Linked DNA regions of Mus musculus: all the other regions are linked to region 6. A link is a contact called in public ChIA-PET, Hi-C and HiChIP or PLAC-seq data. All regions are on one chromosome and are shown on one strand. The core of a region is the stretch at or near the end of the contact, and the rest is flanking DNA. Distances in the headings are between cores, read along the strand shown.

Region 1 (2,700 bases), core at 167-2,666, 440 kb before region 6:
CAAGAAAAGTGTCTTCTTGTTATTGAAGATCCACGCCTACAGGCTAATTTTTCTAAACACATAGTCAGCAGACCAGCAAGAAGAAAAACTTAGCTCCTGGCTCTCTAAGTGGATTCAACTTCCTCCCCGTTCCAGCAAGGGTAGAGTTGGATAATTTCTCTTCGGAGATGTTTATTTCCACTCAAATTTATTTTTGAGGATAGGGAAGAATACTGCTGTCTCTTCTGTGGATACGACTCCAATTCAAGGAGCCAGGCTTTGGTCTGCCCACTGTTGAGACACTGGACCCTTGTGGTTACCCGTGTATAACCTTGGAAATGGGGGGGTATCACCCCCATTATCTAAGGTCCTGGATTTGAATGCAGTAGCTCTAGCCCCCAGAAATTAAATCCAAAGTCAGGATCAGCAACTCCTTTCATCAGCCCCTTGCTGGAAAAACTGTGGTGCCCAAGCTTCAAGAAGGCCCATTCCCTCTCAGTTCTTTCAGGCCCACCCAAACTGAGCAGGATGGAATGTCTAAACGTATGTATGAAAGGGAAAGGGTTCATCCCAGCTGCCTTGTCCACTCCTCACCCTAGCTTTGGGGGTAGCACCAAGCATCTAAGTGGGGAGCAACTGTAAACCACAAACACCCAAACCAGGTGCCTGGCAACTTAAACTATAGAGGAGAGCTGAAAGGGCACGGAGTCTGAAGTTTAGAGAGTTCATCTTGGTATCTGAACAGACCCACTAAGGACAGAAATGGTTATATCCCAGGATTCCCCTTGTGTGGCAGTGTGAAGTCTCAAAATTCATTTTATGACCTCAACGCCCTTTATTCCGAAAAAGGTTTAAACGTCCTGTAAGAGTTTTAAATGCACAGTGGGCATAGGCGGTGGGGAGGCACTCTTCTACTTTGCCTAGCCACTGCTTTCAAATAACCTTTGTGGCGGGGCTAGGATGCAAAGCCACCTTCGCCCAACTGGTGCAACCTCAAAAACAAGCGGAAGCCAACAGGCTGCAGGACCAATCTGCCGCTCGGCCCCAGTTCTCTCTGCAAGCCCTCCAGCCTCCAGCCCCAAGTGCCCCGCAGCCCCTTTCTCACTGCCCACTCGAGCAGGTCCCTGCCCCCCGCCCCAACCCAGCCTCTAGAAACCCACAGTCGCTCTCAGAGCCCACCAGCAAATTCCCAAAAGCCCCCAGCCTTTCCAGGAAAGAGAGAGGGGGGAAAAAAAAAGACCATGACATCACGGGCAGGTTTATTTGGGTTTGTTTGTTTGCTTGTTGGCTCGATTAAATACTCGTGGAAGGTGAACGTACCCCACACAGGAGAAGTTTGATGTTGACAAACTTCTGGTGGCAGCGAGACTGTGTCAGCACAACTTCCGGGATAATGAGAGCTGCTTTGCAGGGAGCGCGGCAGCGGCGGCGGGAGGCTGCCACAGGACGGAACAGCAAATGCTATTCAGCCCGAGCAGTTTCAAGCCGCCCGAGCTGGGGAATTACTGTAGTCGAGCTTCGGCTCTTACCACCGGCGCTGGATCTGGGCGCGCGTTAGGGGGGGAAGCTGCAGGCACAGGGCGCCGAGAGGGGAGCTTTCAAGTTACTTTGCTCCTTGCCTGCACCCGGCAGAGGCTTGCAGGCTGCGTGGTAACTGCAAACATCTTGTTCCCTGCTTCTTTGGGCGGCTGCCCTGGAACCAACCAACTTTTCTCTCCCCCAAAACTCCCTCTTTGTTTCAAATAGGACTCTCCAAAATTTATTCTTGGGAAGACTGACAGCCGGGGTCAAGAAACAGCTGTTGAAGTTAATGTTTCTTCCTCCCACTTCGTCTGATGGTTGTGCCCTGCCAAGACAAAGTGAGAGGCACTGCCTGGTGGCTTCTTTAAACAGACATGCATTTAGCCACCCCCCAAAAAAATGTTTTAAAATGAGGCGGGGAGGGGCACGGGGGCAGTATATTTTCCTGCCTCACATACAATCTGATCAGAAATGCAACAGCATGTGTCTTTCAACTTGTGTTGATTACTTGCTGAAAAGATGCAGCAGATTTTAGTTTTGAGCACTTTGGGCATCAGGGGTGGGGATGAAGGTAGGGGTGATTGGCACTTTACATTTTAGTAAAGGGGATTTTTTTTCCCTTCGGGCCAGACCCACTTGACCCTCTAAGAGACAGAATGGCCTGGGAGAGGGAGAAAAGAGTTTTACTCTTTGGCAAGATGAAGTCACAATGGAAAATTCAAATTGTTGTGCACAACCAGAGCTGGCATAGAACTTGAGCAACCATTTTTATTTGGAGATGACCATAGCCTAGCTTAGGGTGCTACTGTGTCCTAATATCTTTCAGTTCTTCTTTCAGACCAGGGGCTCCTCTTCCTTTCCCTAACACAAGTTGGTCGTCACCCAGAAGGTATTCTAGAGCAGGGGGCTCTCTTCAGGGTGAAGGTGGACTAGGTAACCTTGCATCTCTTGACATTCAGAGAGCTGAAGGGTTGTGAAAGGACTGCTCAGGACTGCTCAGGACTGCCCTCCTGAGAGTTGCCATGCCCTGGCTGAGCAGTGATGTAGATGGGTGAAGGGGAACGCCATTCTTCCCACACCGGAGAACTAACCACTGTGCCACCTGGCTTGTTCTCAGTAGGGCTCGTTGGGTCAGATCCCACGAAGACTTAAAAGGCTCCCTCTACATCACCAGGTTATTCCATCACCACATGGCAATGC
Region 2 (2,700 bases), core at 182-2,681, 490 kb after region 6:
CTGGAGTTATGCAATGTGACCTGGGCGAGTGGGAGCGGTGAAAGGAGGCTAAAAAATTAATGAGACCACCCAAAGATTTAAGTTACTGTTTGAATTGATAAGATAGTTGCACTATGAAGTGGAGACAGCAGCAGGGGCAGAAGCCATCGCTGGGTGTCTCAGTGGACTGCTGGGCACTCAGGACACACTTATCCCTCTCCCTCCCCTACAAACAAGCAGACAGGGCTCTGTGGACGGACACACGTGCTTCCTTCTTCCCCTCCCTCTGGCACTGTCCAGGGTGACCTAGGGACTCATACGGCATCCCAGAACATCTGTGACATCACACTTCTATCCCACTCTAAACCAGAAAGACCACATTGGTTTTTAAACTATGGAAAGACCTTGGGTTTTTAATGTAATGAACATATAAATACATTACTTTCACTGTTAGAACCACCGAATTTGGGAGGTCCTGTTAGTAGCTGGCTTCAATAACCAACATACTACCTTTAGTGATCAATGATGGCTTAACACGTATGTACACAACAAGAACATGACATTGAGCTTCCTAAATTCTCAGGACTTCCCCAGAACAGCTCATTAAATAAAGGAGCATTTTGACTGAGCAGTGGTGGCGCACGCCTTTGATCCCAGCACTTGGGAAGCAGAGGCAGGCAGATTTCTGAGTTCGAGGCCAGTCAGGGCTACACAGAGAAACCCTGTCTGGAAAAAACCAGAGAGAGAGAGAGAGAGAGAGAGTGAGTCAGAGAGAGAGTGAGTGAGTCAGACAGAGAGGGAGACAGAGAGAGAAACAGAGAGACAGAGAGAGACACAGAGAGAGAGAGAGACAGAGAGAGAGAGAGAGAATGCTGCCCACCTGTACAGGCAGCATTCACTGGGTAGTGCTGCTGCTGCTGCCGACTTGATATGGAATGACACACGATCATCATCTATTCCTCAGTAAGGTTCTCCTGATATCCCTACACAAAGAAAATGCAGGAAGCAGAAAATCCAGAATGACCTAGATAGATCCCACGTGGGAGGGCCGTCCTCAGAGCCTGCAAATGGGCCGATTACAACTATTGCTGTATGTGTCCAAGCAAGGAATTTGACAGAGTTCCCTCTACACAGATGGGCTTGGGTGTGAATCGTGCTTTCACCTGATTACTGATGGTGGCAAAGCATAGCAGCAGCACCATTTTTAATTTTTTGTAATTTTGTTTTGTTTTTGCAAAATAAATAATACATGGAAAGTTTTCATTTTTTCTTTCATAAAGAACACAAATGACCAAAAACCACTAGCATGGAGTATAAACCAGTACAGCCATTTTAGAAATGAATCTAGAGGTTTCTTTAAAAATTAGAACTAAAACTCCCATATGGATGGCCCAGCTGTAGTACAGTCTATCATACCACAGACAGCAGTACAGCCGTATGCACCGCTGCTACTCACAACAGTAAGGAAACACAAGCAGCCGTGATCAGACAGGAAATGCAGTTCACGCACACAAGAGTGTGATTTACCCAAAAAGGAAATGTGTAGGGAAATGGGTGAAATGGGGGAAAAAAAAGTACTGAAAAAGGCAGCCCAGTCTCAGGACAAAGACAACACGCTCTTTCTCACAGCAGATGTTGGCTTTACCTCTGTCTGTTTAATGTGGAGAACTGAATACCTGTGGAAACCAGGAAACTGGGGACTGTGGCACTTTAAGAAAGGGAGAGTGGAAAAATATAAATTAAAATAAAGTAGGAAGGAGAAAGTTGAAGAGCCGGGAAGTTTCCGCAGGTATTGTAGAGCTGCAGAAACAAGAGGAGCATGGAGAAGGGTTAACCCAAATGAAGGAGTACTAAAAGGTAATATAGGGAGAAAAAAATCTTGTAATCCAAATAGAAAAACTCAAAAGACAGACTAAAGGAAGTTAACATGCTGCGAGAAGCAGTGGGTTAAAAATTAAAGTTCCCAGTCCTAGTTGTGGTGTATTTCAATTGGAGCTAGTTAGAGGAAGGAGGCCAGCCCCCGCCCCAAAACATGGCCACTTGTCAGTACTCTTAATTATAGACCAGAATGAGAAAACAAACAAACAAACAAACAACAGACAACCTATTGCCGAGGGCACTGCATATGTTGGTTACAAGACAGAGAAAACCAAGCTGGATCTGAGGTGGAAACTAACGCCCTGTAAGAAGCATCCCAAGTACTGGAAGGCACCATGCAAGTTGCTGAGGGTAAGGGTAGAGGGCATGGATTGTCATATCGAGCTGTGAAGCCGACGAACCACAAAACCAAAGTGCCATACAATACGTGTCTACCTGTGCAATAGCGGCAAGACTGTTGTGAGGTAACCAGCTGCTGCTCTCAGTCGATTGGATCAAGTCCATAAGACCCATGCCTGGTATTATAAGTCCAGTTAATTATCTGTCTTAGAGTTTCTACTGCAGTGATAAACAGAGTGACCAAAAGCAACTTGGGAAGGACTTGTCCTTCGTGAAGGGGTTCAGACCAGGTTCTTATGTTAGGAACCAGAGGCAAGAACTCATGGAAAAGCCATGGAAGAGTGCTGCTTACTGGCTCGCTCCCCAGCTTGCTCGGCCTACATTTTTACAGCTCACCCTAGGGGACACAGCACTCACAGTGAACTAGGCTCTCCTACATGAATCACCTGCCTCACAGACTTGTCCACAGGCCAATCTTGTGAGGCTATTTTCTTAATTGAGTTA
Region 3 (2,700 bases), core at 194-2,693, 320 kb before region 6:
TGAAGGTGGTACTGTGTCCCCTCATTGTAAGATGAAGTGACAAACTTCTAGATGCCTGATGACATTTGTTGAAACTTAGCTCAGAGGATCAGACTTGGTTTGAACTGGGATCTGTCTGTAACTATGGAGAGAACAGTTTTCACGTCACTTTTTTTGCCTTCTAAATTAATGCTTATGTTGTCTGGAAAATTCACTTCTGATGAACACTTTGCTTTCCCAATGATGCTGGTTAAACGAGGTGTTAGTATAATAAGGTGCTAATTGAATGGTGCACAGAGTAAGTGAAAAAGAAATTAAAGAAGGAAAAGTCTGTGTGCTGAAGTCATCAGGGAAACTGCTTGCAGTCGCTGTGGGACTTGGTTCATTCATTCATGCCATGGAAGGTTCTGAATACTGACCTGGTAGGAAATGTAGGGTGCAAATAAAAATAGAAAAAGACAGGTAGAGGATAATTCTTTTTGGAGAAACTAATGGTATTTAAAAATATTGTGTTCATCTGAAAGAAGCAAAGACGCCTAGCATGAGCACAAGAGAGCTTCTATATTGAAGAACAGTAGGGCATTCTTTGGAAGCTCATGAAGGTGATGGGCAGTATTTAAGCTATGTAGCATTTAACTGCTTCTGTGGTTGCCAAGAGTAGTGGCACTGTGGGACTAAATACTATTTTACGAAGCTTGAATTCCAGCAGGGGTGTTCAGCTTTAAATTACAACAGTGGATTATTGCTACGGTCAAAGGGGCAGGTCTAGTTCTGGGCTTGATTCCTCTTTCATCCATGTGTGGACTGGTAGTCCACATGCTGGACTGGTAGTCCACATGCTGGATTGGTAGCCCACATGCTGGATTGAGAGCATTTCTGAGTTTGGACTATTCCACTCTCTGCAGTTTGACTTCTGGAGTGCTTTTTGGCCAGCCTGGGTCTTGTAATTTAGTGGGTGGAAGATGTGGCGTAGGACAAGCCCTTCTTCTAAGTAAGATCTAGTTGTGACCATGAGCATTTGCTCAGGGTTTCTATTGAGCTCCTAGCATGCTGTTAGCTTTAGTAGTATAAGGTCTTGCCTTATTTAACTTGTTTAAAATGTTCTCACCTTGTTTCCATTCTCATTTGCTGCTTCTATTGATTGACATTCATAGAGGTGTTTGATGAGAGATGCCTGTGTATTTAAAAAATGTATGGTGTGGCACACATGTGTCTTTAGTCCTAGCTTTTGGGAGGCAGAGAGGCAGGTGGGTCTCTGTTATGTTTGAGGCCAGCCTGCTCTGTATAGAAAGTTCCAGGGCAGCCAGGGCTGCATATTGAGACCTCATCTCAAAATCAAACAAAATGAAACAAAAACAAAACAAAAAATAAAAAAGTTATGGTGGTGTACATGTTTATATAAATGGTGTCTTGCTAAAGATCTTGTGGTTTTTTTTTTCCTCACAACACCTTAAAATAGCTGATAAGGAAAGTGAAAGCCTTTACACACGTAGAGACTACTCTGAAGGACTTTCATGATTGGTTCTGTAAGCTCCTTGTTTGCAGCTCAGCCAGTTTTCTTCTATATCTTACTAACTGCTCCTGTCCTTGGCAGCCTCTCCTTCACAGACCTACATCTACAAACTTGAAAATTTTGAAGCAGATCTGAGAATTTTTAATGCCCAGTGTGTACATAGTTCATAATTTGTACTTGTTGACTTCTCATCTGGTTCTTTGGAGTGGCCATCTTAGTTGCCTGAAACGTCTATCAATTTGTATATACATTTGAGATAATTTGGGGATGAGACTCATTTGTAAGTATGAAGTTTAATTATTTTTCATATTAAGCATATAACCTAAAAGGTGATTTAAGCAGTAGTTTTAGTGTAGCAGCATTTTGACATTAAGTCATCATATGAAACACATGTGGTATTTTCTGTTAATGGAAATATGTTAGTATATCCCACAGTTTGGGGCACTTCAGATGAATTGTTCTCTCATTTTATTTTATTTTATTTTATTTTATTTTATTTTATTTTATTTTATTTTTATGATGGGTGGTTTGTCTGTCTGTATGTCTGTATACCACATGTCTGTAGTATCAGAGGAGGTCAGAAGAGGGTGTTGGATCAGCTGCGACTGGAGTTATATACAGGGGGTTGTTGGCCATATGGTTGATAGAAATCACACCTTTACCTGCGGAGTCATCTCTCGTCTGCACATTTCATTTTTGGGCTAGGAATACTCAACCTGTATTACTCTGTTTTATAACAGACAGCATCTCTCTTCTTCTTTTCATTGATTCTTGGCATTTAAGAAAATATTTTCATCACATTGTTTGTTTGTTTGATTGATTGATTCATTTATTTATTTTTGTGTGCGTGCACGTATGTGTGTGTGTGATTTCACATGTAACAGCATGTGTGTGAAGGTTAGAGGACCACTCATGGGAGGCAGCTCTCTTCCTTCACCATGTGGGTCCAAGGATTTGGACTCCTCTTTTGTGAGGCTTGGTGTCAGGTGCCTGTGATGGTTAAGTGGGCTGCCTGTTTGGTATTGACCTCTCTTTTTTCAGTCTGGTATTTGCAAGTTGTCTATCATTACTTCAGCTCTCATCTCTGATGACCAGTGAATTTGGGTCTCTTCACATCCTCGTTGTATCTGTTACTGCCTTCCTTGCTGGGTTTCTGTCTAGAAGAGTCCCCTATTCAAACAGCTCACCATGCTCAGACCTCTGCTTCA
Region 4 (2,700 bases), core at 127-2,626, 430 kb after region 6:
GTCCATTCATACTGTTTAATATGATACAATAGCATGGCTAAAAATTGTCCAATGCTTTTTTTGAAAATGTAGGATTTACCTGTGTCATTAAATTTAAAATACAAGCTATGAAGTATGAGACAGTCACAGCTATGTTTTAGAAAGATAAATAAAGCCTGCGGTGGTGGCATGACAGGGTTACACAGAGAAACCCTGACTCGAAAAAACCTAAATAAATAAATAAATAAATAGGACAAAAAAAAAATTAAAAGGTAAATAAGAGGCCAAAATGTGTAGAACATTTCCATTCTACCATGTTAGGTCCTCCAAAAAGAAACTCATCCATAAAATGGGAACTACATAAATGAGGATACCACTGTCTAATAGGATGCAAAGCCTTATCTACAGGAACCTGGCATACAGTAGGGGAAATCATCATTCTGTGGGAGTACTTTCCCTTGATATCTTTGATTCAGCCCTCTATTATTTACATAAGGTATCAAAAAAACCAAAAGGTTTTCTATCATTGGGATGAACAGGAATGGTATAAATAAATAAATAAATAAAGTCCTGTAAATCACTTACAATTACAGGCCAAGAAGAAGGTAACAACACCTCAAGCTATTCTTTAAAAGAATAACTATGAATCAAACATGGGCTGCTGTGCCAGCAAAAGTGGTTTCTGCAAGAGAGTTTGCACAGGCTGATATGTTTTGTAGGCCTCAGTTTTTTATCCATAAATTAAAGACAGGTAAACTAAATGCTCTCAACCTAAATTCAGTTATAGGACATAGACAACTATACCAGAGCAGAGGTTCTATACTCTACCCAAAGATTCACCTGCACACACCCAGAAGAGCGAGGCTGGGCAAGCCATTGGCATCAGCTGTGTGGGTAGAGAGGCAGTTACTATGGAATAGAATGTTCCAGAACACCCCTATATTTGAGGAGCGAGCTCAGACAAAAAATTAGCTTTTCAGCTCACTAAACTCAACTGCTTTCAAGTGACCAATGGCATATTCTTTTTTTTAAAATAGAGATATTTTTAAAGATTTATTTATTTTATGTATATGAGTGTTTTGCTTACGTGCATATATGCTTACCACACATGTATGTATATATATATATATATATATATATATATATATATATATATATATATATGCCTTGTGCCTGTGGAGGTCAGAACAGAGTATTAGATTCCCTTCAATTGGATGGCTGTGAGCCATCAGGTGGGTTCTGGGAAACGAATCTAGGTCTTCCGAAAGAGCAGGAAGTGTTCTTAATAGCTGAGTCATCTCTCCAGACCCAAATGGCATTTTTCTAATCAACCCTAAAGGACCTCCAATAAGAGGCAGTATAAACACCAGCAGGAGACACAGCAGTGATGAGTCACCAGGCACTGACACATAACTACTTCCTGTGTCCACCTCTGTTGCTGCTCTGTAGGCAGCTGTCAAGGCTCTCGGCAAGCCTTTCCGGTGTTCCTTTACCACAGTCCACTCTCTGTATGACAGACAAAGTGACAGTCTTAATAACTAAGACAGAACTTGTTTTTCACAAAAAGCTGTCACTTCCACAGACTCTCAGAGCACTGAAAATGTGTCCAAGTGTCACAGTCAAGGCTGACCTGCCTTTCTTTTCCTTCCCCTCCCCCTCCTTTTATCTTCCTTTCTCAATGCCACCCTGCACTCTCTTAGCTTATACATAACAAACATTTATTTCCCCATTCTGGATGCAGAGAAGCCCAGGATCTGTGTCTGTGCACATAGCCAACTTCTGGCTGGGTGCTCACAAGGCTAAAGGGGCACATGAACCCTCTCGGGCCCTTTCTTAAGGGTACTAATCCTATGCAGGAGGATCCTCTCTTACAATCTAACCAACTCCAGTGACTGGAAACAGTCCTTACCACCGTCAACTCGGTGCTCAGGATTTCTAAGAGTGACTCTGGAGGGGACACAAAGATTCCGATGGCGCAGTGCATCTTCTCAGAAGCCCGAGCTAACCATGGCACCTGCTTTGGCCCACTGCTCCTTGCACAGATGACTGCCTCTTTTCAGAACCTGCCCTAGACACAGCACAGATGCAGCAGGCGTTCTTGGTCTCTTTGCCTGCTTTCTTACTTAGTCCACCTGTCTACAAGGTTCCTCTGGTGCCAGAAGACTTATTTTTGCTCTTCAGTGACCAGCCAGGAGGTTGGCTATAAGATTACTCCTGCCTCAAAGCCTTTCCACAGGTCTGGGCAGGACAGACGTCCCTTAACCAGGGTCACATTTTCATTTCCTCTCTGAAATGACTTTTCCTTGACCACTTGTTATTACCATCTCACTGCTAGAAAGTTCCCATGGTAGATGTTTCATAGTCAAATGTGGTACCAAGGGTAACACATTTGTGGTACAAAGGTAGATATTACAAATATTTATCACATTTACATTTTAAAAGCAATGTCTGTACTACTTATAAAAATAGGGAAGATATAAGTCCTTTCCCCATCCCAAGATGTCAGAGTAAGGAAGATAAGTACTAAGAACTGCACACACCCATCTAACGTGCTCATCTACCTTCTGGTTAGGATTGTTATCTGAGATAACACACATCATAGGCTTCCAGATACATTCATTATATACCTTAAATCTGTCCAGAAGAGCAGAAGGCTGAGTGAGCATCCCTAAGAGAATAGTCAGTAGCCACTGTTAGCATGAGCAAAGAACTTAACAGGAT
Region 5 (2,700 bases), core at 28-2,527, 320 kb after region 6:
GCCCATGTTTTTAAACATAAACTCAGGGACAAATGCTAATTCTTGGGAGACAGTGTCTTTATGCTGACCTCGGTGGGCAAACATTCTCAAGACCTAAACTACAACGCATGATTGACAAGGACCAACAAACGCGTCCGTCTTGGTAGTGGGATTGGTGCCCAGAACTACGGGTAAGCCATCACTGGCAGGTAAAGAACTCTGCCGGTCCGGAGCCAGTGAAAAAAGAAACCAAACTTTCCGAAATAGGGTAGTTTGGTCTCACCAAACCAATCTAAATCCAACAGGTGTCAACAGACACTTGCCACATTAAGGTCTAGAACAGCACGGAGTGGTTAGGGAAGAAACTGAGAGAAATCTGACCTAACCTCTAAGAGGATTGCGAAGGAATAAATAAATAAATAAATAAATAAATAATAAAAACCAAAACCTAAGCTAAGCTAAACCAGCCTGGTCTCTAGCCCAGCTGGTCGCTAGGTGGTGGGGTTAAAGGATGGTGGTGTCAGAATCTCTCTGCTCACTCACAGGGACATGCGTTGCTACAGGGTCTCCAAGCACTTGTCCCTGCGCTGTCAGCTGTCCACCCAGCACCAGAGTCGGACAAGCAAGACAGCGAGGCGTCTGGGGTTGGAAGCCAGGGAAAGGAGGGTTCGAGGTACCTGCTTGTCCAAAGCGTCCCGGGCGCCTGCGGGTCCTGCGTTGGTCCTGGGTGGTGCAGGCGTCCGCTCACAGCTGCAGCCCTCTAGAAGGTACATGCCCGCTGGCCGGCCGCTCTGCTCGCCTTCGAAGTAAAAGAGCACATTCTGGTAGAGAGCGAACCACTTCTCGTGCCAGCGGCTCGCCTCTGCAGCCTTCTTGCTCAGGAAGCCGCGTTTGGTGCCCTCCTTGCGCGCCAGCATGGCCAGGTACAGGGCGTGCCCCTCGTTGTAGCGCACGCTCTTCTGCATGGCGAGGGCGCGGAGGGCGTTCGAGTCGTAGCCTCAGCTTCTTGGCGGGGTCATCGCAGATTGCCCTCCGGGAGGACGCACCGCAGACTGCCTGCCACGGGGCACCCCGCTCGCCGCCCAGACCTAGGGCGCCTATCCGGGCTGGAGCACCAGCACCGTCTCCTCCCCGACCGCGCCCTCTCCGGCCCCCGACGCCTCCTGTTCCCCGGAAGCCCGGTGACGAGTGGCCCTCCGAGGGCGCCCGCACCAGTGTCACTCCACCCGAAGTATTGCGGGAGCCCAGCCTCTGCGGCGGGCTGCGCTATGCTATGAGGCGCGCGGCAGCCAGAGGACTGTCCTCGGGCAACGCGCTCCGGGAGACAGAAGGTAAAACGTCACGTGGGAGATCAGCAGTAAGCGGCTTGGAGACCGATTTAAAGGGTAAAGCCGGCGCGGTGGCGGCCGCGGAGGCGCTGCGTGCTCACCCCAGCGCACATCCTTCAGTCGCCTGCCAGGACCCTGGCCTCTGCTTCTGTCCAGGCCAAGCCTGGATGGGGCAGATCGCCCAGGAGGAGCAGGAGCGAGCTTGGTAGCGCCCAGTCGCTCACAGCACAAACACTCACAAATGTGCTCTCATGCATACACAGGCAAACGCACACTGAACATACACATGGAGACTGAAGCATGCACACAAACACACAACGCTCATATTCGCGCACAAAATCACACATGCACCCAAATACAATAAGCACAGGCATACAAGCATACATGCACTCACAACATAAATTACCAAATACTCTTTAATCCAATGCTCACAGTCATACACATAAGACTGCAATGTACAGTCATGTATAGCACATTCCTAGGCACACAGATATACATTCACAATTACAAAAGTACATCCACAGTATGCACTTCTGAAAAACGCAAACCTACAAATTTGTACTTAAGCAGGCAACTACATATATCTACATATCTTAGTGCTATCTCAAACACCCTAATATTTACTGTACTCAGTGCATACACATTTATAATCATATACACATTCACACAATCACCAGAAAAACATACACCTAGACAGAAACACACACACACACACACACACACACACACACACACACACATACACTGGCCTTTTCTGTCACATACACACATGTTCACAAACATGCATTTACATGCAAATGTGCATTCATAAACATACTCATCAGACATGAGCACTTACAGACAGGACACAGACAGATGTATGGGCACTGAGAGGCACACATGTTTACAGCTCATGTGCCAGAACTCACACTCACAAAAAGGATCAGTAGCAGCAAATGGAGTCACAAGGTGACTTTGCATAAACCACAATGTTGGCTTTTCAGCTTCTACCGGCACTGTAGAGATCAAAACTAGCTGTGGCTGTTGATAGGAGAAGTCGAGTGTTCCCTGAAAGCCAGCAAATGTCAATTACTTTTGGACACCTGTTATGTGATTATGATTTTTTTTAAAAGCCAAATGTTCAGTATGCCATTTTAAATAAGGAGAGAGGGGATAACCTTATCAGGGAAAGTGCTGTCAGGGCAGACACTGTCCTCAGAGGCCAAACTGTCACACACAGGCTGAGCAGAGTTCCTTGTTGAAACTGGGATTCATTTGGTTAACAAATCTTACAGCTACTGCTGGAAAACCAAGACACTCTGCTCAAACAAAACACAAGTGGAAAAGAAATGATGTTCCAGCAGCTTCAAAAGAAAACTAGTGAAACCCCACAGTGTTCTTTTTTTCTTCTGCT
Region 6 (2,700 bases), core at 27-2,526:
GTTAGAAATCATATGTAAATACTGTAAATGGTCCTCTTAAACCCTGCCGTCGTCCTGGCCATTTCTTTTCCTACCTTTAAACCAGTCTGCCTTCTCCCAATCTGCTTGCTTAGTTTGCCATTTCAATGCAACTACTTGCAAAGCACATTAGTAAACATACACAAGTCTTGTCCTTTCGTCTGTCTTTCCCCTGTAGATGTATAAAGGCAGTCTATAAAGTGTCTGTAGTCACATGGCAGTCTTCTCTTATTTAATGAGGGTGACTGCCATTTGCAGTCTAATGGTTTTAAGTCATTTTCTTTTTTTTTTTTTTTTTCGGTTTTTCGAGACTGGGTTTCTCTGCGTAGCCCTGGCTGTCCTGGAACTCACTTTGTAGACCAGGCTGGCCTCGAACTCAGAAATCCGTCTGCCTCTGCCTCCCAGAGTGCTGGGATTAAAGGCATGCGTCACCACGCCCGGCTTTAAGTCATTTTCAATGAACCCATTTTAGTGATCCAAATTGTAAAATAAACTTCACATTAAGAAATCTTGTTTGTTTACCTTTAATAAATGCATAATTAGAGATTTTCATTTAGAATGCAGATGTAAGCAGTTTTAAAAGGAGTGTATTTTAAGACGAATTATTTGGCTCCAACATAAAATTGAGTATTTTACTTTGCATACTACCTAGCAATTCTGAGAACAGTTTCTTTTTCTTCTTTAATGAATGAATACACCAGACACAATCAAAGGATTATTTCAACTACCGAGTTGCCACTTTCAGGGCAGCATCCAGTGTGCCAGGCAACTTAAAGCCTTGGCACCAGGAGTCTGCAACATGCTTTCAGGGCCGGTGAGTGACGCTGTATGCCACTTTACAGTGCACCGGTCCCCCGTCACCAAGAGGGCGGATCCTCCTCCCGCACACCCGGAATGTGAGACTCTGGGTGTCTGGAGGGTGACACGGGACAGCCGGACAGCCCTGGTGCCCCCGCACGCGCGGCATCGCTTCTCCATGCCCGCCCCAGCACTGCGACCCGCGGGCACCCTAGCAGGCCTGCGGGGCCCGCTCCCAGCAACGGAGCCGGCGATCCGACAAGCTAGCTCCCGGGCTCTGCCCTCGCGATCTCCCGCAGGAGTCCGGCCCCAGTCGGCCAAGGTAGCACAGAGGCGCCCACGCCTTAACCGGTGGTACCCGCGTAGCTCCTTACCGGGTCTGAATCCTCCAGAGCAGCTGAGACAACGAACCAGAGAAGCCCGGCCCCGGATGAGATCGCGGCCATAGAGACCGGAAGTGCACCGTCTCCACGCGTCACTTCCGGCAGGCCAAGCAAGGGAAGCGTGAGGTGTTTGTGGGTCTTAAACTGGGGAAGGTGGCTGGCTTGTGCCAGTTTGTGGGTCGTGTAGTGTTTGTTTGTAAGGGCGCTGCACTGGAGTCCCCGGACACAAAGATAATGAGCGCCCAGTCTGTGCGGTCCCAGAATGTGCAGTCTAGATGACGGAAGGACTCTTGGGAGGAAGGTCTTCCTTACACGGTCCTTTGAATTGGACAATATATTTCAATGAATTTGAAATAGTAGCGAAATAGTGAGAGAGAGAGAGAGAGAGAGAGAGAGAGAGAGAGAGAGATAGACAGAGACAGAGACAGACAGAGACAGACAGAGAGAGGGGGGGGAGAGAGAGAGGGAGAGAGAGAGAGGGAGAGAGAGAGAGAGAGAGAGAGAGAGAGAGAGAGAGAGAGAGAGAGAGAGAGAGAGAGAGAGAAAGAGAGAGAGAGAGAGAGAAAGAGAGAGAGAGAGAGCCGAGGCTCCGCAGTGTCAGCGCACCAAGAGAGTCGCTGAGATGCAAGTCTGAAGAGACCTTCGGAGCACCTATTGCTTCTGAGTGGTACTTCATGATTGCCCTGCCTGGCGTTAATTCACAGTTGGTGGCCGGAGTTCATTTTTCAATAAAATTCTAGTCCTCCGTCCTATTAGTGCTCCCCCGCCCTCCCTCGCTCGGGAAGCCTCCCCCAGGTTTGTTCAGTGAGAAACGGCATGGACGTACACATTTAGTCCTCCATCAGGCTCTGTTTATTTTGCCTCTTAAATATTTGATCCACTGCCTCTTCTCGCCTTTTGTCTCTACTGACTGTCCCGTTCGTTCCTTGTCTCAGCTTTCACTGTGTTGGCCCGAATTTTTGCAGCTCATCTGGGCAGACGTTTTTGCCCAGATGTTTTACACAAGTGAACTTTTGAAAATATAAGTCAGAGCGCCAGATCCAATTGGTGTCTTCCAGACTAAACCCCTTCCATCTTTTCTCAATGTTGAGATGATATTCAAACTCTGGAAGAGCATTTGTTACAATCTCTGTCCTATTTAAGCTCTGTACGAAGGGGCCTTCTCCCATCTTCTTTTTGTTTAGCACCAGGATTTACATACGCTGTTCTGCTTACATAATACTCTGGTTTCTTTAATTATGTTCTGTTTCAAGTCTTCCAAGATTTTATTCTTATCTAAGCCTCTGAAACATCCTCTCCCAGGCCATGCTTTTTGATTCTTTTCACAGAGGATTGTATAATAAGTTTTACTGTATCCTGATTGCCTCTCACATAATTGATCCCCATTCCTTACTACATCCGTTAGCTGGATAAAGAGTTAAAATGGGCCCAGTTTTCCTTAAATGGAAAATCAGTGTCAGAAAAATATTGTGATTTGGTATAGTAAATGCCACAAATATCC

Evidence for each region. Hi-C and Micro-C count contacts between places; a contact is called where the count stands out from the background. ChIA-PET counts read pairs in DNA pulled down with a chosen protein or histone mark. HiChIP or PLAC-seq counts read pairs in DNA pulled down with a chosen protein or histone mark.
Region 1: a contact with region 6 is called in a Hi-C map of nephron progenitors, with 5 times the contacts expected there. The contact joins the enhancer-like site here to the promoter of Zcchc9 in region 6. A contact is called at or near these places in 5 of 39 promoter capture datasets (embryonic stem cells, liver, neural stem cells and 1 more), 17 of 484 Hi-C or Micro-C datasets (B cells, CD4 T cells, CD8 T cells and 10 more), 6 of 115 datasets of contacts at active chromatin or transcription factors (bone marrow-derived macrophages, forebrain, memory CD8 T cells and 3 more) and 2 of 9 other capture datasets (adipose tissue and liver).
Region 2: an RNA polymerase II ChIA-PET map of memory CD8 T cells shows a contact between it and region 6, with 7 read pairs. The contact joins the enhancer-like site here to the promoter of Zcchc9 in region 6. A contact is called at or near these places in 1 of 39 promoter capture datasets (cranial neural crest) and 4 of 115 datasets of contacts at active chromatin or transcription factors (the SCID.adh cell line, bone marrow-derived macrophages, forebrain and 1 more).
Region 3: a Hi-C map of Th1 cells shows a contact between it and region 6, with 2.5 times the contacts expected there. The contact joins the enhancer-like site here to the promoter of Zcchc9 in region 6. A contact is called at or near these places in 3 of 484 Hi-C or Micro-C datasets (CD8 T cells, Th1 cells and uterus), 3 of 115 datasets of contacts at active chromatin or transcription factors (bone marrow-derived macrophages, embryonic forebrain and embryonic stem cells) and 1 of 9 other capture datasets (adipose tissue).
Region 4: a contact with region 6 is called in an HNF4G HiChIP or PLAC-seq map of pancreatic cancer cells. The contact joins the enhancer-like site here to the promoter of Zcchc9 in region 6. A contact is called at or near these places in 1 of 39 promoter capture datasets (the 3T3-L1 cell line), 1 of 484 Hi-C or Micro-C datasets (cerebral cortex) and 4 of 115 datasets of contacts at active chromatin or transcription factors (craniofacial prominence, embryonic stem cells, microglia and 1 more).
Region 5: a Hi-C map of cortical neurons shows a contact between it and region 6, with 2.4 times the contacts expected there. The contact joins the promoter of Rasgrf2 here to the promoter of Zcchc9 in region 6. A contact is called at or near these places in 1 of 39 promoter capture datasets (hippocampal neurons) and 2 of 484 Hi-C or Micro-C datasets (cerebral cortex and cortical neurons).

Annotation. Positions count from the first base shown.
Region 1 is chr13:91,369,600-91,372,299 of GRCm38.p6, forward strand. A830009L08Rik (RIKEN cDNA A830009L08 gene) reads right to left here. Exons shown (of 3, transcript NR_045161.1): 3 at 1-1,825. Among named protein-coding and RNA genes, the nearest start is that of A830009L08Rik, 17 kb to the right of the region's middle. Within about 2 kb of position 1,417, at least 412 of the 459 cell types and tissues checked have an H3K27ac peak or open chromatin away from gene starts, as enhancers often do. A contact at or near this core is called in B cells, CD8 T cells, the G1E-ER4 cell line and 18 more, where this site is marked.
Region 2 is chr13:92,292,615-92,295,314 of GRCm38.p6, forward strand. All of the region lies in intron 12 of Msh3 (mutS homolog 3), which reads right to left. Among named protein-coding and RNA genes, the nearest start is that of Dhfr, 61 kb to the right of the region's middle. Within about 2 kb of position 1,432, at least 20 of the 459 cell types and tissues checked have an H3K27ac peak or open chromatin away from gene starts, as enhancers often do. A contact at or near this core is called in memory CD8 T cells, where this site is marked.
Region 3 is chr13:91,483,003-91,485,702 of GRCm38.p6, forward strand. The region is part of intron 1 of Ssbp2 (single-stranded DNA binding protein 2); the gene reads left to right. Among named protein-coding and RNA genes, the nearest start is that of Ssbp2, 23 kb to the left of the region's middle. Within about 2 kb of position 1,444, at least 64 of the 459 cell types and tissues checked have an H3K27ac peak or open chromatin away from gene starts, as enhancers often do. A contact at or near this core is called in CD8 T cells and Th1 cells, where this site is marked.
Region 4 is chr13:92,240,260-92,242,959 of GRCm38.p6, forward strand. The region is part of intron 19 of Msh3 (mutS homolog 3); the gene reads right to left. Among named protein-coding and RNA genes, the nearest start is that of Rasgrf2, 110 kb to the left of the region's middle. Within about 2 kb of position 1,377, at least 80 of the 459 cell types and tissues checked have an H3K27ac peak or open chromatin away from gene starts, as enhancers often do. A contact at or near this core is called in pancreatic cancer cells, where this site is marked.
Region 5 is chr13:92,130,551-92,133,250 of GRCm38.p6, forward strand. Rasgrf2 (RAS protein-specific guanine nucleotide-releasing factor 2) reads right to left here and starts at 1,278. Exons shown (of 28, transcript NM_009027.4): 1 at 657-1,278. The coding sequence starts at 944.
Region 6 is chr13:91,806,420-91,809,119 of GRCm38.p6, forward strand. Zcchc9 (zinc finger, CCHC domain containing 9) reads right to left here and starts at 1,277. Exons shown (of 6, transcript NM_145453.2): 1 at 1,191-1,277.